6 separate regions of the Mus musculus genome follow, and regions 2, 3, 4, 5 and 6 are each linked to region 1. The links are chromatin contacts, called in public HiCAR-type and promoter capture Hi-C maps. All regions are on one chromosome and are shown on one strand. Each heading gives the region's core, a stretch centred on a gene start, on an enhancer-like site or on the middle of the called end of the contact. The rest is flanking DNA. Distances are from core to core; before and after follow the strand shown. Region 1 holds the start of Nf2 (neurofibromin 2). Region 2 holds the start of Ddx56 (DEAD box helicase 56). Region 3 holds the start of Nudcd3 (NudC domain containing 3). Region 4 holds the start of Smtn (smoothelin). Region 5 holds the start of Ykt6 (YKT6 v-SNARE homolog (S. cerevisiae)). Region 6 holds the start of Pold2 (polymerase (DNA directed), delta 2, regulatory subunit).

Region 1 (4,104 bases), core at 1,201-3,700:
AGCACTTATGGAGTGCCTATTGTTTAATCAAACCACATGCAGTTGTCTCCTTTGCACCATGAGAACTAGTTACAAACAGAATTTAAGCTGGGCTGGGGTGGCATGCACCTTTGTTCTAGCACTCAGGAGACAGACATTGGTAGACTTGTCTGAATTTAGGGTCAGGCTGGAGTACATACTGAGTTCCTGGACTGCCAGGGCTATGCAAAGAGACTGCCCCTACCAAACAAAACAACACATAAACTAAACAAGGACAGCAAAACAAGAACACCCCTCCCCAAATAAAACAAAAGCAAACCAAAACAACAGAAGTCAAGCCAGGGCTGTAGGGTTTTTTGGTTTTTTCCTGAGACAGTTTTTTTTTTTTTTTTTTTTTTTTAAGATTTATTTATTATATGTAAGTACACTGTAGCTGTTTTCAGACACACCAGAAGAGGGAGTCAGATCTCATTATGGATGGTTGTGAGCCACCATGTGGTTGCTGGGATTTGAAGTCAGGACCTTTGGAAGAGCAGTCGGGTGCTCTTACCTGCTGAGCCATCTCACCAGCCCCCCTGAGACAGTTTTTTTGTTTTTTGTTTTTTTTTTTTTCTGTGTAGCACTGGCTGTCCTGTAACTCTATAGACCTCAAACTCACAGAGATCCACCTGCCTCAATTTGGGATTAAAGGTGTGTAGCACCATGCTCTTCCAGGGCTATGGTTTGTTTGTTTGGTTGGTTTTGGTTTTTCGAGACAGGGTTTCTCTGTATAGCCCTGGCTGTCCTGGAACTCACTTTGCAGTCCAGGCTGGCCTTGAACTCAGAAATCCTCCTGCCTCTGCCTCCAGAGTGCTGGGATTAAAGGCATGTGCCACCATGCCTGGCTCCAGGGCTATGGTTTTAAGAGAGGCTGAGGAAGAGGACATGCTCAGGGGTTCTAGGATACCCCAAATAACACAGGAAGACCCTGTCTCAAAAACAAACAAATAGACATACAAAGGTTGGAAAGGTGGTTTAGTGCCTAAGAGTAAATGTTGCTTTCGCAGAGGACCCAGGTTCAGTTTCCAACACCCATGCAGTAGCTAAGGACTGAATTACAGTTTCAGGGGCTTTGGAACCCTCTTTTGACATGTGTGCCAGGTATACATGCAATGCACATATGTGCTGTAAAACATTTATATACATAAGATAAAAAAAAAAAAACAAAACTGTGGTGCTTTGACTAAGAACGGTCCCATAAGCTTATATTTGAATGCTTGGTCACCAAGGAGTGGCCCTATTTGAAAGAATTAGAAGGCTTAGGAGGTGTGGTCTTGTGGAAGGAAGTCTATCATTAGGGGTGGTTTTTGAGGTTTCAAAAGCCCATGCCAAATGGTTGTCTTGCTTTCCAAGCCTGCAGATCAGGATATAGCCATCTCTCAGCTACTGCTCCAGTACCATGCATGCCACCATGCTCCCTACCATGCTGATAATGGACTAAACATCTGAAACTGTAAAGAAGAAAAAGTCCCCAATTAAATGTTTTCTTTGATACGAGTTGCTGTGGTCATGGTGTCTCTTCACAGCAGCAGTGCCTGGGGAATGTATCTTTAAAACAAGTAAAAACTCTACAAATCCCCAGAAAGTTGAAATTTTCCTAAGCATATTATACATTTGATGACGTTAAGCTACAAGTACTCCAAGTATGTAGCTTGGAAATTAAAACAAAACAAAACAAAAAAACCAAACAAAGGAACAGAGGGTAAAATGAAAATTCTTGCCGGGCAATAGTGGCGCACACCTTTAATCCTCAGCACTTGGGAGGCAGCAGCAGGCGAATTTCTGAGTTCGAGGCCAGCCTGGTCTACAGAGTGAGTTCCAGGACAGCCAAGGATACAGAGAGAAACCCTGTCTCGAAAAACTCAAAAAAAAAAAAAAAAAAAAAAAAATAAATAAAATTAGCTTTCTATATGTATTAAGCAAGTTTCAATTCCTCAACCACCTAGTAAGGTAAGGACTATCATGAATTCTGTGGTTATTCTAATTCTCTTAAAAAGAAGTTGAAGGATCTGGCAGGCAAGTCGGGGCAACTTAAGCGGCCTCACTTCGTGTTTTTAAAGTTTGAAAAATATTGAGTCAGCATATATAATTAAGTGTCAAAAAGGAATTTCGGCCGGATGTCCCAGATACGACTGAAGCTCTGGTAAGACGCTATAAATGGGATCTCTCACTGACTGCAACAGTACCTCGTGCGGTGCAGTCCCGGCCTCTACAGGTTTCCCGGGAAAGGCGCCGCCCGCTCCTTCTCAACCAGTCTTGCTAGAGTAGGAGTATACTTTAGGAACAAAAGCGCTCGGAGTGACCGCATCTACAGCCACTCAACGCCGAGAACAGACCGGCGGCCCTCGTTCAGTGCAACTTTCAATTGGTGGAGTAGGCCTCCAGGAGGCGGGACGAAGCGGAAGTCCCGCTTCCTTTGGCGTTCCTGCCAATCACAGTATCTTAGAGAAAAAAGTGTTAGGGTGAGTCGCTGAGTAGCGTAGTGGGAGTCCGGAGGGCGGGGCGGGGCGGGGATCCGGCAGGTCGCTGAGGTGGGGGTTGGTAGAGGACGCTTCCCGAGGGCGCGCGGAGCGGAGCTGGTGACAGACACGCACGCGCGTGTGCGCTCCCAACTACTGCGCGGCCCCGCGACCCTCGGGGGTCGCTGAGAGGCCCGGCGTCGGCGCCGCAGCCGTCTAGGATTTCTGTCCAAAGGCGTCCCTGGCGTCCCCAGCCCGAAGCTCCAAGCTCGGGGCTGCGCGTGCTTTTGCCGGCATCTCCCCCCGACCCCCCCGTCGTCAGAGACTGTCCCTTAACTCATCTTTCCGCACCCACAGCCGGGTCCTCGCGGCCCATGCTGGCCGCTGGGGACCCAGGCAGCCTAGGTCTGTCTCGGGCCGGCCAGCCGGCCACCATGGTGGCCCTGAGGCCTGTGCAGCTACTCCAGGGGGGCTAAGAGACCCAGAACGCGGGCCTAGGGGTGAGGGGATCCAAGGCCGGTACCTCGCGCCATGGCCGGAGCCATCGCTTCTCGCATGAGCTTCAGCTCACTCAAGAGGAAGCAGCCCAAGACATTCACGGTGCGGATCGTCACCATGGACGCCGAGATGGAGTTCAACTGCGAGGTAACCGGCCGCCGACCCCGACGGGCTGTGAGTGGAGAGCCGCGGAATCTCTGCCTGTCTGGTGGCAGCGACGCGGGTCCCTACCCATGGGGTGCCCTCGCTGTGGTGACAGTCGAAGTGCAAGCTTAAGGGATTCCGTATATATCATTATCTGGAACCGGAAGAGGCTTTCTAGGGCCAGATCACAAGTTAAAGCTAGTTGTTTGTTTGCTTGTTTGTTAAAGTGGGGTTCTTGGTTTTGGCATTTCCCGAAGGTTATTTTCATTCATTTGTTATTGGGAAACACTGGAATCTTCCGTAGAAACGAACCGGTGTGCAGTGTGTAGAACTCGCGCCTAAAACTCCAGGGAGTTTTTCGCTAGGTATTAACTGTGTACCCTAGGTCTTAAAAGTTACATCTAGTTATATTGGAAGCTCGTACTTTTCCCTGTTCCAAAATTTTCAGTTTCTGGAAAAAACTCTTTGAGGAAAGAGTGTCTTACATTTACTCTTTATAGTTTCTAACATGATGATAATAGCTATCATTTTGTTGAAGAGTGTGTATGTGAGTGAGTGTGTGTGTGTGTGTGTGTGTGTGTGTTTGTGTTTTCAGGGCCTTGTGTATGCTAGGCATGCACCCCATCACTGGGTTGTATCCACAACCCTGAACACTTGCTAAGTGTCAGACATTTACACATTTGACTCTCAAAAAACAAACAAACAAAAAAGCAAAGCAACAACAAAAAAGCCAGTCAGATAGGTCCTGTGCCACTGGAATATACTTGGTTTGCTTCCCTAGCCTATTGCTTTTAAAATCCTTGGAATCGCCAAAGTATTCGTTTTCTTTTTGTGTGTTAATGAGCTGGATGCTGTTGCCATGCTATAGTAGTTTTAGAATTCAGCCTGGTTCCCAGAAAGGATCTTTAAGGTTGGGACTTCTCAGTTCTTCCCTTAAGACTGAAGGATCAGCCAATGATTTAACCGACAATGCCTATATAATTAA
Region 2 (4,104 bases), core at 1,198-3,697, 1.4 Mb before region 1:
AACTTCCTCAGGTACTTAAAATACCTTTGTAGTTTTCTTCAGGTTAGAGTTAGTATTAGAAGTTAGATGTCAGAATTATTTTGTTTTTAGGTGATTGAGACAAGGTATTTATTATAGCTTTGGTGTAAACCAGGCTGGCCTTGAACTCACAGAAATCCACCTGCCTCTGCCTCTAGAGTGCTGGGATTAAAGGCGTGTGCCATCGCGCCCGGCTATTGTTTTTGAGAGTCCCGAGGTGGAGCTTGTGTTGGTCTTTAAGTCAGGGTCCTCCTGGCTCTGATCTTCGAGTGTTGGGGTTTTATTGTGTGGTAAGATGCCCAGAAATAAAGTGTCCTTTGGATGACTTAGATGTGTAGATCAACATGAGGTTTTGTTTTTTTTTTTTTGAGATAGGGTTTCTCTGTGTAGCCCAGGAACTCACTCTGTAGACCAGGCTGGCCTCGAACTCAGAAATCCGCCTGCCTCTGCCTCCCAAGTGCTGGGATTAAAGGTGTGTGCCACGACTGCCCGGCAACATGAGGCAACTTTTCTGCTCTGATGTCTCAAGAATTGTAGCCAGCAAAGTAGACTGGACCTGAGAGAGCGAGAGGCTAGAAAAGGCCAGGCCAGGCATCGATGGGTTTGTCCACAATAAACACATTGGAGCACCAAGCTCTGAACAAGCAAGTTTCTTTCCTGTTGATTCCTTTCCACCACACCCCCTATCCCCACCTTGGAAACAAACAGATTTCTGGCAGCATTCAGTTATGGCCAGATTCAGTCGTGTATGTGAGGGATATGGTAGGTAGGAAAATGACTGCCTCAAAGGTATTTCCATCCTAACTCCTGAAACTTGTGAATGCCATTCAGCATGGCCAAGATTGCTGACCAGATAACTTTAAAGTAGGGAGTTAGTCTAGATCAGTCATTCTCAACTTGTAGGCCATGACCCCTTTAGGGGTCAAATAACCCATTCACAGGGTCCACCTAAGACCAGCAGAAAAGACACATTTACATCATGATTCATAAGAGTAGCAAAATTACAGTTGTGAAATAGTAAAAATGATGTTCTGGATGGGGGTCACTTCAACGTGAGGAACTGTATTAAAGGGTAGCAGCATTGGGAAGGTTGAGAAGCACTGATCTAGATCATCAGTTTGAGCTCACTGCAGTCACAGGTGCCAGAGTCCAGCGTTTTGCAGTTAGGCTTCTAGCCCCACCTTAAGTCTCCCCCTTTTCCTCTCCTTTGCTGCTGATTGAGACTCTAAGGCATCATGCACGCTAGGGAAGTGCTCTACATTGATCCTGTTGCCCACTTAATGACCCCTTTTATTGGTCTTTTCCTTCAGCTCAGCCCCTCCTGTTATCAGGAGGGCTTTCCCTTTCTTAATAGGTGGTCACTATAAGACCCTGTTGGTAAATGTTTTTAGTCCCCACCAATCTCTTTTCTGTTATTGCCCTAACAATAGTTACAGCGCCCAGAAGAAATGGGCCTAAGGTCAACTGACACTTTTTTGGCTTTAGGTGTTTTAAGAGGTCCCAAGGAAGGGTGGTAGTGCATGCCTTTAATTCCAGCACTAGGGAGGCTGAGTCAAACCAGTCTGGTCTACCTACCAAGTTCCAGGCCAGCCACTACATAATGAGGCCATGTCTCAAAAAAACCAATCAATCAATCTTCCCCAGGCAGTGATGGCACATGCCTTTAATCTCAGCATTTGGGAGGCAGAGGCAGGCGGATTTCTGAGTTTGAAGCCAGCCTGGTCTACAGAGTGAGTTCCAGGACAGCCAGGGCCACACAGAGAAACCCTGTCTTGAAAAAAACAAACAAACAAACAAAAAAAAAAAAACAAAAAAAAAACAAAAACAGAAGAAAAAGTCCTAAGGACATTCCCTGGTAAGGAATTCTCAAAGAATGGGCCTTATTAACATGTGTAACAAAGTCTGATTTTCGTTTTCTGGGAAAGATGGTCCCAGGAAGGGTTCGAGTCAACTTGGCTCTTCTTCTAAGAGCTGTTAAGGATTGCACCGCGTGTTGGCAGTATTTGTGAAAATCTTCATAGTAGCTGAAGGCCTGATTTAACATTTATCTTAGGTTAGCAACTTGTGCCGCGATTTCTGCCCAGTGAGATTTGCCTCTGGTTACCCACAGAACCCTAATTCCTTTGCGCATGTGCCTAAGTGGCGGCTGCCTCCCTTTAGCCAAAACGCGGTCGATCCCAACCATAACCTAGCAAAGCCCTGCCCACGTCACTCTGTGGGTCAGGGAAGGCTGAGGCGCCAGAGAAGAGGCATCCACAATTCGGAGGGCGTTCAAGGGACAGCATTGCGGAACGCTCCTGCGCAGAGCCAGCACAAATTGGTAGCAACGTCGGACACCCAGGAGAAAGTACTTCCAGGAAGTGACGTACCTTCCAGAGCTGATTAGTTGTTGGTTTGTCCCGCCCTACGCGTGCGCACTGACAGCGTGGAGTCACGCCATGGAGGACCAAGAAGCGCTGGGTTTTGAACACATGGGCCTGGATCCCCGGCTCCTGCAGGTATGGGGTAGGCTGTGGAGCTGCTACCCGGTGTGCCGCTGTACTCCACGCCGCTTGAGCTGCGTCCTCTTCCTTCTTAGGCTGTCACCGATTTGGGCTGGTCGCGACCTACGTTGATCCAGGAAAAGGCCATTCCTCTGGCGCTGGAGGGGAAGGACCTCCTGGCCCGCGCCCGCACAGGCTCCGGGAAGACCGCAGCTTATGCTATTCCGATGCTTCAGTCGCTTCTCCACAAGAAGGCGGTGGGTAGCGAGAGGAGCAGTGAGTATGAGGCAGGACGCTCCAAAAGAATAGGGAATGAAGTGCCCGACTGTGCCAAGGTTCCTCCTATAGGTCCTGTGTCAGTGTTAGGCGGCCCATAGAGAACTTGGTCAATTTGCAGCTTAATCTCTGAGCTGGAGTTCAGGTTACTTGGCTCTCAACCCGGGCCTTGGTGCCACGACCGCCATCCTGTTGTAATTTTGAGTAACCTTTTATCTAGAGGGGGACTCATCAGCTCCGTAGTACGTTAAGTGATTTCAGCAAGTTCTAAATTTGAGTGCCTGGGAAAGCTCTGCCCCCTGTGCTGTGAGGTGGGCAGAATTAAGAGTTTATCAGGACACAGCTAGGTGGTTGTGTTGCAGTACATGGTTCTGACTGTTTGGGCGGACCCAGTACTTTGAACGGTCTTGAATTGGTGTTCTTACAGACAGGTCCTGTAATGGAGCAGGCTGTGAGAGGCCTTGTTCTTGTTCCTACCAAGGAGCTGGCACGGCAGGCCCAGGCCATGATCCAGCAACTGGCTGCCTACTGTGCTCGGGATGTGCGAGTGGCTAACGTCTCAGCTGCAGAAGACTCAGCTTCTCAGAGGTGGGTGAAACCTGCAGGCCTCCAAAGGGAGAACGCTTTGCAAGTGTGTGCCCTTGGTGGTGTGAGTGGCTAGCCTGGGCAGGTCTGCCAGGGCGAGGGTCTGGCTGCTAAATCCTTGCCACCTGCAGAGCTGTGTTGATGGAGAAGCCAGATGTGGTGGTGGGAACCCCATCCCGAGTGTTAAGCCACTTGCAGCAGAACACCTTGAAACTCCGGGACTCCCTAGAGCTGCTGGTGGTAGATGAAGCTGACCTTCTTTTTTCCTTTGGCTTTGAGGATGAACTCAAGAGTCTTCTCTGGTAAGGAAGAAACAGAAGTGGCTCCTAGACCTGCAAGGGTCTGGACTTGGGACTGGAGTGGAATGGGTGGGCTGGAGCCTGATCAAGCCCTGTTCTTTCTTTCAGTCACTTGCCTCGGATTTACCAGGCTTTTCTCATGTCGGCCACTTTCAATGAGGATGTACAAACTCTGAAGGAGCTGGTACTGCATAACCCGGTAAGTGGAGCATCTGGGACTGAGACCCAAGTCTCTGAACTTGTTGATCCTTCTCAGGAAACTTCTGGCGCTTGCGGGGGGACTATTTTTGTTAGGTATGTCTTTCCTAATTCTTAATCACTGAAAGGAAGTCACTTGAAGTCATTATATATTTATAGCTTTCCCTAGTCCAAACTGTGCTTTGCTTGGAAGTCACTTGGGGTCACGTTTCCAAAGGGAGCCAAATTCTAAGACCAGAGTTCCC
Region 3 (4,104 bases), core at 683-3,182, 1.4 Mb before region 1:
GAATATCAGCTAGTGTTCTTTGTTTTTGTTTTTCTGAGACAGGATTTCTCCATGTAGCCCTGGCTGTCCTGAACTCTCTTGGTAGACCAGGCTGGCCTTGAATTCATAGAGATCTGCCTACCTCACTGGCATTAAAGGTGTGTGCCACCACCAACTGTCTGAGCCATCGCGGTTGCTCCATGGGTTCTTGAAACAAAATTTAAGATCATAATTTTTTGTTTGGTTGGTTTTTTTTGACACAGGGTTTCTCTGTGTAGCTCTGGCCGTCCTGGAACTTACTCTGTAGATTAGGCTGGCCTCGAACTCAGAAATCCGCCTGCCTCTGCCTTCCAAGAGCACGATCATAAATTCTAAGTTGAAAAAATTTACATCAATTTATCTGTATGGCTTTACTTAAAATTTGCTAAGGCCCAACACTATTAAGTTATTTGTTAAGCCTGGAATGTCTCTTACTGGAAAAGCATTTTCCTAACATGTTCAAGACCCTGAGTTTGTCTCCTAGAACTACAAGAAAACAAAAGTAAAATCAGTATTTTGCTCTGTGTGGTGGCATATATCTTTACTTCTGCACTTGGCAGGCAGAAACAGGCATATTTCTGTGAATTTGAGGACAGTTTGGTCTATACAGCGAGTTCCAGGGCAGCCAAGGCTGCAGAGTAAGACAATGTCTTTTAAAAAAGTTAATTTGTAGATGTTAGTTAGTCTAGTAGAGATGAAATTCATTAAAATCTTTTTTGTTGTTGTTGTTGTTTTTTTTCCGGTCAGGATCTCCTTGCAGAGCCCAAGTTGGTCTTGAACTGGCTATGTGGATGAATAAACATTTCTGGTTCTGTCGCCACCTTCCCAGTGCTAGGTTTACAGGTATGGGTTACTACACAGTTTATACAACATTCAGGACACATTAGTCACACATGTGGGTTACTACACAGTTTATACAACACTCAGGACACATTAGTCACACACTTTACCAATTTAGCTACATTGAATGAAAAAAAAACAAAAAGGAGGACATGATGGCTTCTAGGTATGGTGGAGGAGGTTTATTGTAGACAGGAGGGAGCAGACAGCCAGAAGCAGAGGCATCTGGGAGAATTCAGGGTGGAAGTGGCTGTAGAATGAGCTGGGCCATGTGAGAAGGGTTAGGGGAGAGGGTAGAAGAGACCTGGAGTCAAGAGGCCAGGAGACCAAGAGGCCAAAGGGTAAAAAGGACCTCATAACCAAAATGGCTGGGTTACATAGGAATCAGAGAAGCTTGGGGAGGAAAAGGCCAGCTCAGACTCTGGACTGGAGAAGTTTAGGGTAGAGGTCAGGATTAGTATGCCAGCCAGAAGGATCCTGTACCAGAAGGTACTGAGGGAGACTGGTGGCCAGAGTCTGCTTTGATATTTTATTAGGCATCTCAGCCATTTGTCTTCGGTTTGTGACCTAGCATATGTTCCTAATCTGTCTGTCTTTCGTCTCCCCCCAACCCTCTTCTGAGACTGGGTTTGACTCTATAGCCCAGGTTGGCCATGATTTGGATGCGGGGATTACAGGTATAAACCACAGATTGATTGTGTGTCAACCTTACATAAACGTTTTCTTAAAATGTCTATATGCACGTATTAGTAACGGCACGTGTATACACACATGCTATACATACGGATGCACACACACATATTTACAGTATCATACTTCTTTTTTTCCTTCACTGAGCTTTTCACACTTTTCTTGTCCTTTCAAGTCACCTTGAAATCTGGTGCAACCTTCTGAGTTTCACTCATAGCTCTGTTAATAGGAATTCCATACAATTCTACAATATTCCTTTTCCGTTCCCTCCGCTAACAAACAAAATGTGGTATTATAAGAAGGCGCACCAGACACCTACGCAGGAATTCAATCCAGAAAGAAGAAAGGCTCCCAGACCACGTGACACCTCCAGGGACTACGTCAAGTGGCCGTCACCACAATGCTTCCGCCCTCTTCAAACATGGTTGGCAAGCGCTCTCCGCATCGTGACCATGGTTATTCTTGCATGTAGGAACCGTACTGAGCGCATACCAATCTCCTTTAGGCAAGTGTCGCGGCGGAGGAGATCCAGCAGAGCCGCAAGAACGACGATCGGTTACCGCCGGTAGTAACAAGCGCGGACCGGAAGTTCCGCGTCTTCGCTGTCCGGGGGGAGCCGTTAGGCGCGCACGCCGGAAGTGGCCAATCAGCCGGTGTGAGGCGGTGCCCACTGTGTTCGCGTCCCTCGGGCAGCAGAGCCATGGAGCCCGGGGCTGCTGAGCTTTATGACCAGGCCCTGTTGGGCATCCTGCAGCACGTGGGCAATGTCCAGGACTTTCTGCGCGTGCTCTTCGGCTTTCTCTACCGCAAGACCGACTTCTACCGCCTGCTGCGCCACCCTTCGGACCGCATGGGCTTCCCGCCCGGGGCCGCACAGGCCCTGGTGCTGCAGGTGAGGTGGAGAGAGGCGGCGGGCCGTTGGGGTCCAGCAGGTCCTTACCCCAGTTCCACCTCCCAGCGCCAGAGGTGCCCCGGCTCGCGTCCTACGTCTGGGAACTGCGCCACTCCGTAGCCCACCCTTCAGGGTTTGTGATTCTCTCTGGGGTGCCACCAGGTGATTTGAGTAAATGGCCAGGCGTTATCTGACCCACGGATCCGTTGGCAGGAATGCGCTTCTTTGGGTACAGGCTGGGTTTGTGCGGGAGATGCTTAGGTGTTGGACCTGTCAGCCTGGGTTTGAGGGCCTCCCAGCGCCCTGTGGGCATCCCCAGAACGGTGCAAGGGGCTTGTTAGGCAGGGTTCAAACCGTGCAGGCTGTAGGAGGAGGACTTTCACAGCGGGAGAAACTAGTAGATTTCAGAATTCCCGGGCTCGGAGGTGGCAGGAATGACTGGTATGTATTGATTGGTGGGTGTGGCCTCTTGCCAGTGACTTACTAAGTTGGTGGACAATTGTAATGTTTACGAAATTTACATTTGGATTAAAATTTATATGTCCTAGGTTATATTTATTGTTTTTGAAGCGTTACTAATGACTGACTCAAGTTGTTTGGACACCTTTTTAAAAACTGTTTTCTTTCGAGACAAGATCTTGCTGTGTAGCCCTGGTTGACTTGGAACTTGCCAGGTAGATCAGGATGGCTTCGAACTTATGGTCCTCCTTCCCGACGCTCCCGCGCTGGGATTGTTGACATTGTTGAGTTAGTAATAAGCAAACATTTAATGAATATATTTAACACTCTCAGCTGCGGTATAGACTCTGATGGTATGGATATTTAAATAATGGTCTGTCTACTTTTGACACTGTACAGAGAGTAAAGCACAGACACTAATAGAGAGCTCTGCTAGTTCTCTGTGTGGTAGAGCTCTTTGGAAGGAAGTGATAGAAGTGGTAGTTAGGAAATTGAGACAGTTTTGTAGGAGACGTTGAAGTAGGTTTTGAGGGGCGTGTAGAGTCTGATTCACAAACCTATAAAGTGCTTCATGTCACCTTTGCTGTTTGTTGACCCCTGCATCAGCCCCAGACAGGGCTTTCCTGTGTAGCTCTGAAGTCCTGGAACTCACTCTGGCATCAACCTCAGATATCTGCCTAGGATTAAAGACTCGAATTGCCACCACCTGGCTTACCTTCCATCTTAATCTGTTCTGTGGGCTTGTCAGGGGTTACTTTCTTCAGTTCCTCTCAGTGGAAGAAGCCAAAGCTTAGAATGTTCTAGTAACTCTTAACATAATGACCATGAGGTGATCAGTGGGAAGGTTTGCTACTGAGTTTCAGTTTCAGAATGGAAACCGATGAGTCCCTGGGGTAGCTCATCCTTATCAGTGGCCCAAGTGCTGCTGGTTGAGTAATTGGAGAGGGTGAGAGGTGGCACCTTGTGTTTCTTTATAATGAAGTCTTGCCACCTGATCGCCATGCTCTCTGAATCTGACGTAGTAGTTCAACAAGGTTAGATGACAACAAGAACTTCACTCTGTTTCCTGCAACTCAGGACTTCAGTTTTCTAATTCCAAATCTTTTTGCCCTTTTTGTCATTTAGCCACTCCATAGTATGGTGAGAACTTTTGTTTTGGTTATGAAAGGAGGAAAGAGTATCCCAGTGGCTGGCTGGCATTTGAA
Region 4 (4,104 bases), core at 610-3,109, 1.3 Mb after region 1:
CTTCTGAAAAATGTCTTTCCATCTGATGACTTTCTTTGTACTCATCTTCAATGATGTTTAGCATCCACCTCCGAGGAGCCCTCCAGGATTTCTTCCATCTTAGAAATAACAAGGGGAGGAAAGGTGCTCTGGTTCTAGGCAAAATTCTGCGATAATAGTGCCATTACCACCTTGGGTTTCAACTTCCTTCTTGTAGAATCCGACTGTCTTGCACAGTTGTTATCTTGGCAATCTGACTTTCAGTGCCTGCTGTACATTCACGGGACGTTTTCTCTTCCCTGCCTACATTATAAAGTTCTCACCACTTGCACGGGGTCGCCCTTTGATGCCTAGATCACCATCACCACCACTACCAGATACCTTTTTACATGGCACCATCCCTGGCAAGAAGGAAAAAAAAAAAAAAAAAAAAGGCAAGGTAGGTCAGTCTGGAGACGGGCCAGGGCCTGACAAGCGGTAGGGTGAGGGCGCACAGCGCTAAATAGACAATCCCGGAAACAGGCACCCACCTCGGCCATTCATTGATCTCAGCCAGCGCGAGCAGGCGGTTCACTGGAGCAATCGGCTTCCCACTCAGGTAGGGAAGACTAGGAAACCTCCACAGCCGGCGTCTTCGTCGGTTTGGCGCATTTCTTCTGCCTCCCCCGCAAGGGGCTTCCTTCTCTAGGTCTTATTTTCCAATATATAAGGTGAGAGGACCACCTCTTGGGGCTGTGGGAGGAAACAAAAAGACTTTAAATGGACACAGGTCCTCTCTTTGGGTGTGTAAAGGTTGGTCTTGGAGAAATCTGAGTTGGAGCTCTCTGAGAGACTACAGGAGCCAGCTCAGCCCTACCTCAGTTCCACATTATAGTGTTAGCAGAGATTAGAATCCCTGCTAGGTGGGATGAACCTCGACTCCATTACCCATAGGCTTTTGTCTCATCTGTATAAGGGAACAGTCAAATCTCATTAAGTTGTTATGGATATTATAATCTGATACACAACACACAACACACACACACACACACACAAGAAATACGTTGGTGCTTTTATGGTTTTTATTTGATTTACAGTTTTTATTTATCAAGCTGGACTCCAGACTTTATCTGCCCAGGCTCCACCCTACTTTTTTCTTAGGCAAGACCAGTAGGGCGGCTCCACAGCCTCCAGGATGACAGGGAAGCTTTCCCTCCAGGGTCTGAGCTCTTGGGTCTCCTGGTTGACTCTTTGTATTGTCTCCTTGGGATCTTCAGTTTCCCCCATTTGTTGAGTTGCGAGGTTCATACTCCCTATTTAGAACTTCGGGGGTCTCAGAGGCAGACTTTAAAGAATTTGGGAGAGCATGCTACATATATGAGCAAGGAAGGTACGATATGATTGATCCTGCTCCATCTCAGATGTCCTGGGCGACTCAATAATTGTCAAAATGCTGCTGGTCACCCAGTCTCCTTACCCTGAGGTGGCACAGACCAGGTGTCCCGAAAGCGCCCTTTGAGCGTTGAGTTGACTGGGCAGTCTGTGTACTAAGGCGCCTAGTGGGTGGAGTCCGGAGAAAGGATGTGGTCTCAAGAACAAAAAGGAGGGCAGGGAGGGGCTGTCAGGACCGCTCAGGGCTTACAGGATCCCAAGATACTTATTTGCCCGGTTTGTGGCACATTCCGGACTTTGGCTTAGAGCCTGTATCCTGGTGAAGCCCACCCGAGGATGTCTAGGACCTCGCAACAGCAGTCCCCAAAACTACAATACCCAACATGCCTGTACAGTGAGGGGCTGGAGTCTTTTGGGGGCGGGTCCTAAAAAATTGAATTTTCCCAATGGGACCAGAGCAGGGGCGTGTCTCAACAGAGAATTGGCTGGGACAGCTTGGCAGGGCGGAGCCAGCCATCTGGCTGGCGCCGCGGGACAGGCGTCTGCAGCAGAGTCCAGGGTACGTTGCTGAACCGGCCTGGGCTCCTGGGCTGCGGCTCCTCCCGTCGGTCTGCCGGTCTCTACTGCATCTACCGGGTCCCGACCAAACTAACACGAAACTGCGCCGGAACGGCGGGCCGGACTGAGAGGTGGGTATGAGGATCTCGGGTCTACTCTAGGAGTCCGGATGAGTCCGGGGAAGGGGGTGTGAAACCTGGATGTCTGGACAGGGATTCTGAAACTCCCAGGTCCGGGAACCCTAGCCAAATCACGAGAACTCCAAAGACACATGGTTGAAGTTCTGAGACCCTGGGGAAAGAGTCTTGAAGAGACTCTATGGACTTGGAAGAGGCTTCTCGATCCCCAGAGACACTAATCTATAGGGAGCTGATACCTCGAGGAATCTTTCCCAGATCCTGACCCATCTCTCGCAGGGCCTTAACAATCCCCAGGACTGAAAACTCTGTAGCATGAAGCCATGAGAATGGTGGCAAGCAGTGGCAGGAATTTCTGAGCAGACAGTCCCGAGTATCACCTAGGTTTGGAACTAACAACACCCTTACCCAACATGAAGAAGCATAGCATGTCCACAATACTTAAGATTGGGCACTGGGGAGGGGTAGTTACCCCAGACAGAGTATCTAGACTAGGAGGTAAAGACTCTAGCAGTGCCTTCCAACTCCAACTAGTGCGCACTGGGACTCCCCCAGACCCATTCACCGGATGGGGTGACTCACACCAAGTGACTGTTGTAGAGAGGGAGTGGATGATTTCGGGATGAATCAATGGAGGTGGGGGGTCCAGAGGCCATTTCAGTCACCACATTAGCAAAACATCCAGGTGTGCTAGACCATGGAACCACAAATTCCAGAGACACTGGGGACTCCAGGAAGGAGTGATTTGGGCTAGAGACTGGCACCAGATTTAGGAATCCATTTTGACGGTCAGTGGTTGAACAAGAAACAAACAGCCTGGAGTCTTGGGCAGCATCTTGGAAGGGGACTTCAGAAGGCAGAAGTCACCAAGATTTGTGTTAGGTTCTTTCTGCCCTTTGAGTCTGAGTTTTTCTGACCCCCTGTGATGAATCTTTGACCATCTCCCATCCTCTCAGTTTGCCTGAAGTCCAGAGGTTGGGTGGGTCAGCTTCCCAAGGCCCTTCCAGTTGGAAAGTGAACTGTGAGTGAATTCTGAGTGTGTGAATGGACAGGGAGAGAGGGACACCTGGCTCCCCAAGGTCAGGTCTGCTGACATCAGGGAGGAAAGGAGTCAAAACTGAAGGCTGGCTCCAAGAACTGCCAGACACAGGTAGCTCCCATACCTGTGGGAATGACAGTCTTAGTAAGAATTGGATATGGGCTCAGCCCACAGCCAGACGCCCAGCTTGTGGAGGTGGGTGGAGGGGCAGGCTCGGTGGCCCCTAGAGGTGAGTGGGTATGGCAGGTAACTAGAGACTGGCGTGTACCCCCTGGTGGTAAGCATGGCTTGGTGGGCCTTGCTGAGTCCTCTTCTCCATCTAGGTACAGGCCCTTCTTGTGTGGGGCTTAGTCAGGATGTCAACTTAGACCACAGGGCAGACTGGCAGCCAAGCTGGTAAGGCTGAAACAGAAACACCTATTCTTGGTTTGGTGAGGTTTTTTTTTTTTTTTTTTCTTCAGCAAAATACCCTGGGGCAGAGGACAGTTCCCAGCCAGGAGCCACATGTCAGGGTAGGACAGGAAAGACATGAACGCTTATGGGCTAAAGAGGGCAACAGAGGCATAAACCCCAGGGGACCGAGATTTCTACAAAATCTTCAGCAACCTAACTCATGTCTGCCTTTTGCAGAATTCTGAGTGCCACCAGGACCTGGCGGGAGCTGACATACTGAAGGAATTAGGGGCCAGCAAGATGGCAGACGAGGCTTTAGCTGGGCTGGATGAAGGAGCCCTCCGAAAACTGGTAATAAGTAGCTCTATTACTGTACTGTGGGGTGGCCAACCCAGGGATGTAGGCCACTTCTTATGTACTTCTCAGTACATAAGGAGGGGGAGGGGTTTGGAGGAGAGGCTCAGGGAACAGCGCCAGGTTGGTTCCATTTGGCTGCTCCAGAGGCTCTTGTGGCATGTTCCTGTCCATGTCAGGTGCTGAGACCTGGTACCTACCCACCCCCAACTGTCATCTCTTGTTTAAACAGTAACTGCTGGGACTCACCCATGGGCTGCTATAGGTGTGGGA
Region 5 (4,104 bases), core at 463-2,962, 1.1 Mb before region 1:
CGCGCCATGATCCCCAGCGGGTCAGTCATCAGGCGCCATGATCCCCAGCGGGTCAGTCATCAGGCGCCATGATCCCCAGCAGGTCAGTCATCAGGCGCCATGATCCCCAGCGGGTCAGTCATCAGGCGCCATGATCCCCAGCGGGTCAGTCATCAGGCGCCATGATCCCCAGCGGGTCAGTCATCAGGCCCTGAGCCCCATCACCTTGTCTCTGTTTCCCTAGCTTTGAAAGTACAAGCATGTGTCAGGACACCCAGAGGTTGGTTGGTTGGTTTGTTTGTTTTTCCTTTTGATGTATTTGGGATCAAACCCAGGCCCCTCATGCAGCAAGCAGTCTCCTGAATGAACTATTTCTCCACTCAAGCTACCTTCCAACCCCTTGGCAAACACTATTCACATAACTATAATCCACAGCAACTCATGTCCATCAGCGGATGGATACATAAACAAAACATAGTGTTTACATAAAACTCAATACTGTATATATTTTAAAGGGGAGAAAAATTTGGTATCTGCAGAAACATAGGTCAACCTTGGGGTCATTCTGCTTAGTAAAATCAGTGGGACACAAAAAGCCAACTACTATATATCCCACTTATATGAAGTCATTAGAACCATCAAAAGCTGAGACACAACCTGAACAAGCAGATTTCCCCAGACGTTGAGTCAAGATGACCACAGGTCCTACCCTGTTGGGCCCTTTTCCTTTTGTGTCTGAGTCACTCCCACAAGACTGGGTATCTGTGCAGCTTACAATTAAAGCACCCCACAATCCTTTACATGCCTACAAGCAATACAAATCCAGTGGTTCCTGCCTAGCTACCAGTGTGGACCCTTCCTGATAATCAAGGCCCAAACACTAAAAAGAATGAGTTTGACCCCTGACTCCCAATCCTTGAGGAATCAACGATTTTACTCATAAAAGAAACACCTCCATACAGAACTTCTGGAAAGAGCTTTGACCAGCGACTTTCACAAACTGTGGGCTGCAACCCCTTTGGCAAACCTCAATCTCCAAAAATACATATGCATAACAGTAGCAAAATTACAGTTATGAAGTAGCCACGAAAATAATTTTATGGTTGGGGGTGGGAGGGTTCCCTCAACATGAGAAACGGTACTAAAGGGTCGCAGCGCAAGGAAGGTGAGAACCACTGGCAACGACGAAATACAAAGGTTAAGACACCAAACACTGGTTAAATCACAGGGTGCGAGGCGTAGTCAACATACTTATTTCTGAGTCCGGAGATCCCAGATCAGAACAGTTGGCAGCGCGTCTGTAATCAATGGCCTTCCAATCTTTCTACAACTGGGCAATACCGCGTAGGGCAGAGCCCTTTCCCAGGGTTGCTAACGACTCCTCAGGTACAGCCTGCCGCCCGAGGGAGGCCAAAGCCGTGCTCGCCCTTCGAGAGACTCGACTCCCTGGACTCCGGGTCCAGCCACCCGGGCCCGGCCCACTTACCTGGACCTCTGGAAGAAACTAAAGGAAGACACGTCGTACGCGGCCTTGAGCAGCACCGCTTTCGGATCGCCTTTGTAAAGGACACTAAGGCTGTACAGCTTCATGGCGCCGCACCTTCGGGCCGCCGGCTGAGCCCCAGACCCGCTCCCAGGAGCGCGGCCACAGTCCCTCAGAACAGCGGCGGCCGCCTCCTGACGGGGCCCGGCCGGCTTCTTCCTCCTAGAGTAAGGCCCACTTCCGGTTCCGGTGGCGAGTTGCTCCAGCCGCTCCTCGGAGGCCCGAAGGCAGGGTACGCGCGTGCGCGGACGGGTAGCTAAGCGGCGGGGCGCGCCCGCGTCCGCCCGGGTCGGCGCCAGGAGGCTCGGTCTCCGCCTGCGTGGCAGTGCCTTGGCGCAGGTTCCCTTCCGGGCTGTCGCGCGGACCCTGGCTGCCGGTGGGGAGTGCTGTGCCGTACCATCGCTCTTTTTTCCCCATTCTGCTAGAAAAACAACCCGTAGCTGTCCCCACTCTATACTTTTGTTGCATTCTATGTGTAACAGCACCAGGCTACCCAACCTCTTCCCTGGGTGTCCCAAGTACAGACGACTAAAAGAAAGGCCCTTCATCCTTTCTCTTGCAATAATAAAAATCAGAAACGTCACTGGCTATGGCCACTCAGCTTGGACACACTTGTTCGACAAGCCAGGCGGCCAGAGGTGTCAGCTATATTCACCTGCACTGACACCATGGCTCCACAGGCGGCAGACGGAGAACCATTTCTGAAGAAAGCCTCTTTATCCAAAGTTGTACAAAATTACCAGGATAGTGACCTTGCAGAAAGAGATGTGGATTAAGAAAATTGATAGCAAGAAGCAGACCTTGGGCTTCCAATGTGAACAGCAAAATGCTTATCAAACTCCCTTACAGCCACTCTTGGCACCTCTTCCTGCTTTTCTCTGACTTTACCCAGCCTCCCTTGGTCCCAGGAAGTCTCATCTAGAGATATGCGAACTCCCCAAGCCAAGCTTGTTAATCAATTTCAAATGACATTGTTTTCCCCTGCGTTTCCCCAGCTGTTATCCAGCCTGAATTCGGTCCCAGTACTTCCGCACCGCAAAAGTTACCCCCCCCCCCCAATCTGTTGGACTCAAAAAATACCTTTTTTGTAGACATGTTGGTAAAAGTGATAAACTATCAAATTCCAAGTCCTGCTCATTGCAGATGTTTAACAATGACGACGATGGTTATTTGCACCATTACGTTAAATGACAGAAAGAAAGAAAGAAAGAAAGAAAGAAAGAAAGAAAGAAAGAAAGAAAGAGGAAGCAAGCCTCATGAGAGGCCGAAGGTGCCCTTGAGGCTGTTAGAAGCAGAGCTTTAAAGGGAGGCTAAAATCTGAGCAAGGTCTACAGATTAGATAAGAGCACTATATCTTTATTTCCAGCTTTCAGTCACTGACTGCCCTGACCTTATAAGAGAAGTCTCTGGTGCATGCATGCATGCACACTAACACACAGTAACATAAATAGATGAACACTATGTATACAACTTACTCCGAAGAGGTCATATGCATACATACCTACATGTAAGTATATCTACATCTATATATATCTATGAACACATATATATGTTTCTATACATGCTTGTATATGAACATATTATACATGTATTAAAGTTCTCTAAAGGAACAGAATTGATAGGACATATATATTAAGAGAGGACTTATTAGATTGGCTTCAGGATGCTGTGTGTGTAAGTAGTCCAACAGTGGCTGTCTCACACTGGAGAAGCATAGAGTCTGGTATTTAAGCAAACCACAAGACTGGATGTCTTAGCAAACTTAATCTTGTGCTGAAAGTCTGGTTGATTCCTAGAGAGATTGGTCTTCAGCCTACATTTGAATCCCTAAATTGGTTTAGGTGTAGAAATACTGCGGTGGCAGGGTAGGTGACCTAGCCAGGGAAGGCAAAAGCAAGCAAGCGACAAGCCAAGTTTCCTTCTTCCACATCCTTCCATATGAATTACCACCAGGAGGTGCTTGCTGCCCAGAGTTAAGGTGGGTCTTCCCGCTGCCTTTAATCTGCTCAAGCAAAGCGCTCACAGGACTGCCCAGCAGTTGATTCCAGATGCGGTCAAGTTCAAAAGCAAGGTTATTCATCACGATGCCAAAGACAGAGCAAATGCGGGGAAAAAAAGAAAAAAAGAAAAAAGATTAAGTGATGCAGATGGAGAGCGTCCAGAAATTTCTGTCCTTGTTCAAGAAACCTGAAAGTATGGGGAGAGAAAAGCTTGCAAAAATAATTCATTGACAAGACAAGCATAGCATCACTGGTGTGGGATGGTGGAGCTCTTATGTCCAGCCTCCCCGAGTCCTGAGATGTCAAAGAAAAGCCCTTTTGCAGAGCAGGAGAGATGGCTCAGTGGGTAAAGGCATCTGCTGCCGTGCCTGATGACCTAAGTTCGATCCTCTGGCCCCAATGGTGGAAGGAGAGATCCAAGTCCCACGTGCACACATGCACACAATAACATACACGTCAGCCCCCTGAATACTCATTCATATGCATGCATGCACACTAACACACAGTAATAATGTTATAGATGATATATATATTTATAATTAAAATGTTAAGGGTTTTTTTTTTCATGAGTGTTACTCTACG
Region 6 (4,104 bases), core at 966-3,465, 1.0 Mb before region 1:
CAATGCCCACGGTCAAGTAAGTGATGTACAAGCAAATGGAAGCATAAACAGAGAAGTCTTTGACGGTTTTTATTTAGGTAGCAAAAATATTCTGAAGCTGGAAAATAGTGACTAAAATACAACCTGTAGCCGACTTAGATTTAAAGTAATTAGAGCAAGGGCCACAATAAAGAACAGCAAAGGTGAAAGTCAGCTAAAATGATCAAATGTAAGGAATGGGGAGCTAGAGACACGGATCGGAGGGTTAAAAACAAAGCAAACACACTTGCTGCTCCTGCAGAGGCCTGGGTGCCAGAACACATGACCGCTCACAATGGCCTGTAGCTCTGCTTCCAGGGGATCTGGTGCCCTCTTCTGGCTGCTGATGACACTGCATGCACATGGTGTGCAGATGTGCACGCAGGCAAACACTTATATACATTAAAAAAAAAAGGAGAAAAAATATCTAAAGAACAGAAAAAAAAATACTAAAGCGAACAGATCTTTCCAGGTGTGTGAGCATCATCAAGGTGACCAGCACACCTGTCCTTCCTTGATGTTCCTGTAAGGTGAAATAAACCTTGTTCCCCAAGTCGCCATTAGCCATGTTTATCACAGCAATAGAAACCTGACTAGAACACCTGTAATCCTAGCACTCTGGAGGCAGACATCAGCCCTCGGAGATTAGCTGGAACACATAGCAAGATACCTGGCTCAAAACACAAAGTGGACGTAGGGCCAGGCAGGGATGTAGTTCAGAAGGCAGAGTGTTTGCTTAGCCTGCATGAAGCCCCGGGGCTCACTCTCCAGCACTGCATAAAACTCAGGGTAGTGGCACGTGCCTGTAACCCCAGCACTCCAGAGGTGTAGACAGAAAGATCAGGAGTTTAAGGCCCTGTTGCTACACCATGGAATATATTAGACCCGTCTCAAGGAAAAAGTAGAAATAAAGATATTCTGGGATAAAATTTGATGAGTCCATTTCCTTAGACATTTACTGTAAGGAATCCTAAGGAGAGTCCTGCAGACCAAAGGGAACAGCAACCAAAGAGTAAATGGAGAGCTCCAGTCAAGGGGCTGCACAACAACGAGCTCTGTGTCATTGTAACTTTGGATTTTAATTCTACAAAGTGGTTTCAAATCCATCAAATGGGGTTTGTTCCTGGAACACAAGAACGTTGCAACATAATCAAATATGCAACAGGCTACTTGAGACAGTAGGCAAAAATCCGCACTCAGCCCAGCTTACAAAGGAAAAAATACTCAACAAACTGAAACATTAAAAACAAATGATTTAGCCGGGGGTGGGGGTGCACGCCTTTAATCCCAGCACTTGGGAGGCAGAGGCAGAGGCAGGTGGATTTCTGAGTCCGAGGCCAGTCTGGTCTACAAAGTGAGTTCCAGGACAGCCAGGGCTATACAGAGAAACCCTGTCTCGGGGGGAAAAAAATGATTTAATTCATTATTAAAACAGGAACGAGGGAAACCTTGTCTCAAAAAGCAAAAACAAACAAAAACAGAAACAAGGGGCTGGAGAAAGCTCGGTTGAGAGCTCTTTCAGAATGGCTCACAACCATTTGTAATTCCAGTTCCAGGTGACACGGACGCTCTCTTCTCGCCTCCGAGGAGACTGACCTCACATGCGTGCAGGCAAAACACACCCACACACAAAACAAAACAAAATAAATTCAAAATAAAACAAAAAAACTTAGTAAGCCAGAAGAAACCTACCTTAAGTAATAAGTTTCAGACTGAGTAATTAGGCAATTTTAAAAAGGAGCAATGTTACCACTGAAGTCTGATGCACTTGCAGTCAGGGTGTCTTAGTGTGAATTCTAGCTTTTCTCACTAGCTGGGTCATTTTGCCTGTTTCCCTGCCTGTGAGATGGGAGAAATTGTTCATGCTTCCAAGGGAATCTGAGAAGTCAGGGTGAGAATCACAGCGCAGGATAGAGTGGGAGGGAAGCTTCAGCCACACAGGAGCCACCAGACCCCCAGCGCTCGGGGAGAGCAGCATGAGCCAGGCGCCCAGCCTCACTACGGCCCACGCTACCCAAGGAGTTCACCCGATGAGGCCCAGCCGCAAACACCGCATGCGCACAGGAAACCCAGTGCTAAGTGATGGGTTGTCCCGGGAACCGGAGGCGTGACTCCGCGTTTCCTCGGTCCAGAGGCGGGGCGCACGGGGATTGGCTGGATGAAGCGTGCAGCGATGGGCGGGATGGGGCGGGAGGCGATTGGCTGGATGCGCCGATGGGCGGGACGGGCGCGCAGAGATTGGCGGGATGCGGCGTGGCGCGGTGAGTGTGCTGCTGAGCGGGGTTAACGTGGGTCCTGGGTCAGACTTGGCGGTACCTGGACAGCGGGCCGGGGTCTTGAGGGTGCTTCGAACTGTAACATGGGCCCGAGCTGGGCGTGTCTGCTTCGGGGCAGGTCTCCCGTCGGGTCCGGCCTGGAGCACCGTGTGGGCCGCTGCCACCACCGTGCGTTTTTGGCTTACATCCAGTTTACATGTGCCCATTTGGCAAATTCATAGGGTCCGCTCCCTAAGCCAGAGCTGCGCATTAAAGAAAGCCGAACCAGCTAGGGGAATTTGAACTTTGTAATAGCTGTACCAAAAAAAAAAAAAAAAAAGTAAAATGAAAAAGAAAGCTGTGTTCAAAACTTCCGTTACTACATCCAGCCTGTTGTCGTCTCAACTACGCATGAAGAATATGTTGAGATACTTTATACTAAAGTCCGCTGTGCATCCATCCCCAAGCACATCTTAGTGGGAAGGGGTGCAATACAAGAAAACAAACCTCTGCGCTGCCGGAGCTTAGGCAACAGTTGGAGGAGGCAAAGTAAATGCTTGAGAGATGATAATGATGCAGACAGTTGAAGTAGCAATGCAGTCAATTAGATATGGGAAGGTGAGTTTTAAGGAAAGACTTGAAAGGGAAGAGCCAGTAAGCCTTGGGGAAAAGGAGAGGACCCAGCAGGAGTAGAGAGGCCTCTACTTGGAGCCCCTGCTGTGGAAGGGACACTTGGAAGGAGAAACAGATAGGAGGGGGGAGCTGTTCTTAGAGGCCCAGAGCTGATCTTACAGGTCGTGGTAAGAACTTGGGGTTTTATTTACTGAAAAGCAACCTTTGGGGGGTTTTGAGCAAAACAGGGGCAGCTTTATGCTTTATTTTTTATCACTAATTATATTATGACAGGCTTCTTCAGTGATGCCTGATAGCATCCCTAGAGGTAGCAGAGGTCCCAGGGAGCTGGGCAGAAGCAGATCAATAATTCCATTTGAGGGTATGCAGAATTTGAGACCCTGGTGATTGGGTAGAAATGTGGAGAGGAGGAGGTGATGAACAAGGTTTGGAACGAGCTCCAGGTTGTATCTGACTAGGTTATAGGATGACACCTCCGGACACATGTGTGCACATTGTGGACAGCGTGGTTGGGACACTAGGGGAGCTTTGGGTACAAGAAGGGATTGCAGGAATGCCTTTGTGTGTCTCTGCAGTGATAACTCCTCGGCCTGGACACAGCTGCTTGGACCAAACAAGCCAGGAGTGCCGCCATGTTCTCCGAGCAGGCAGCACAGAGGGCCCACACTCTGCTCGCCCCGCCCTCTGCCAGCAATGCCACCTTTGCCCGGGTACCTGTGGCAACTTACACCAACTCCTCACAGCCCTTCCGACTGGGAGAGCGCAGCTTTAACCGGCAGTACGCCCATATTTATGCCACCCGCCTCATCCAGATGAGACCGTTCCTGGTGAGCCGGGCGCAGCAACACTGGGGTAAGTTTGGGGTACGCTGCTCCCAGCAGCCCAGCAGCTAGAACTAGGACCTTATCTAACCTGGAATACTTTCCAGCTACCATGGAATGGCCCCTTCAGCTCCCTGCTTCTTCTTAAAAGTGAGGATTAAATTAACCTGTGTGGTTAAAGTTGGGTTTGGCCCAGAGTCTGGTCAGAGGTAAGGGCTAGGTTCTGGCAGTGATGGCTACTGTTCCATCCATGGAGGAAATGGTCTTCCTATCCTTATTGTCTTCAGTGTGAATTGGTCACTGGTGTGCACCCTTTAGCTAGAGAGCTCCTCATAGCAGCAGGCTTGGCACCTTGGTCTTTGAGGGATGGACACACC

The links. Promoter capture Hi-C pulls out the DNA fragments that hold promoters and counts their contacts. HiCAR-type assays count read pairs that join an accessible place to other places.
Region 2: a promoter capture Hi-C map of pre-B cells shows a contact between it and region 1, with 6 times the contacts expected there. The contact joins the promoter of Ddx56 here to the promoter of Nf2 in region 1. A contact is called at or near these places in 3 of 39 promoter capture datasets (erythroid cells, liver and pre-B cells), 1 of 484 Hi-C or Micro-C datasets (B cells) and 1 of 9 other capture datasets (liver).
Region 3: a contact with region 1 is called in a promoter capture Hi-C map of pre-B cells, with 5 times the contacts expected there. The contact joins the promoter of Nudcd3 here to the promoter of Nf2 in region 1.
Region 4: a contact with region 1 is called in a HiCAR-type map of astrocytes, with 7 times the contacts expected there. The contact joins the promoter of Smtn here to the promoter of Nf2 in region 1. A contact is called at or near these places in 1 of 115 datasets of contacts at active chromatin or transcription factors (astrocytes) and 2 of 9 other capture datasets (adipose tissue and liver).
Region 5: a contact with region 1 is called in a promoter capture Hi-C map of pre-B cells, with 2.9 times the contacts expected there. The contact joins the promoter of Ykt6 here to the promoter of Nf2 in region 1. A contact is called at or near these places in 3 of 39 promoter capture datasets (liver and pre-B cells).
Region 6: a promoter capture Hi-C map of pre-B cells shows a contact between it and region 1, with 2.3 times the contacts expected there. The contact joins the promoter of Pold2 here to the promoter of Nf2 in region 1. A contact is called at or near these places in 2 of 39 promoter capture datasets (liver and pre-B cells) and 1 of 484 Hi-C or Micro-C datasets (CD4 T cells).

The regions. Positions count from the first base shown.
Region 1 is chr11:4,847,890-4,851,993 of GRCm38.p6, reverse strand. Nf2 (neurofibromin 2) reads left to right here and starts at 2,450. Exons shown (of 17, transcript NM_001252250.1): 1 at 2,450-3,122. The coding sequence starts at 3,009.
Region 2 is chr11:6,266,072-6,270,175 of GRCm38.p6, reverse strand. It overlaps Ddx56 (DEAD box helicase 56), which reads left to right and starts at 2,447. Exons shown (of 14, transcript NM_026538.3): 1 at 2,447-2,516; 2 at 2,597-2,758; 3 at 3,205-3,365; 4 at 3,494-3,664; 5 at 3,770-3,860. The coding sequence starts at 2,457.
Region 3 is chr11:6,198,279-6,202,382 of GRCm38.p6, reverse strand. It overlaps Nudcd3 (NudC domain containing 3), which reads left to right and starts at 1,932. Exons shown (of 6, transcript NM_173748.5): 1 at 1,932-2,440. The coding sequence starts at 2,249.
Region 4 is chr11:3,537,047-3,541,150 of GRCm38.p6, reverse strand. Smtn (smoothelin) reads left to right here and starts at 1,859. Exons shown (of 20, transcript NM_001284427.1): 1 at 1,859-2,039; 2 at 3,715-3,828. The coding sequence starts at 3,778. It overlaps Gm11946 (a long non-coding RNA gene), which reads right to left. Exons shown (of 6, transcript XR_001780145.2): 3 at 1,436-4,104; 4 at 510-711; 5 at 1-380.
Region 5 is chr11:5,953,366-5,957,469 of GRCm38.p6, reverse strand. It overlaps Ykt6 (YKT6 v-SNARE homolog (S. cerevisiae)), which reads right to left and starts at 1,712. Exons shown (of 7, transcript NM_019661.4): 1 at 1,466-1,712. The coding sequence starts at 1,569.
Region 6 is chr11:5,876,367-5,880,470 of GRCm38.p6, reverse strand. Pold2 (polymerase (DNA directed), delta 2, regulatory subunit) reads left to right here and starts at 2,215. Exons shown (of 11, transcript NM_008894.2): 1 at 2,215-2,279; 2 at 3,482-3,758. The coding sequence starts at 3,539.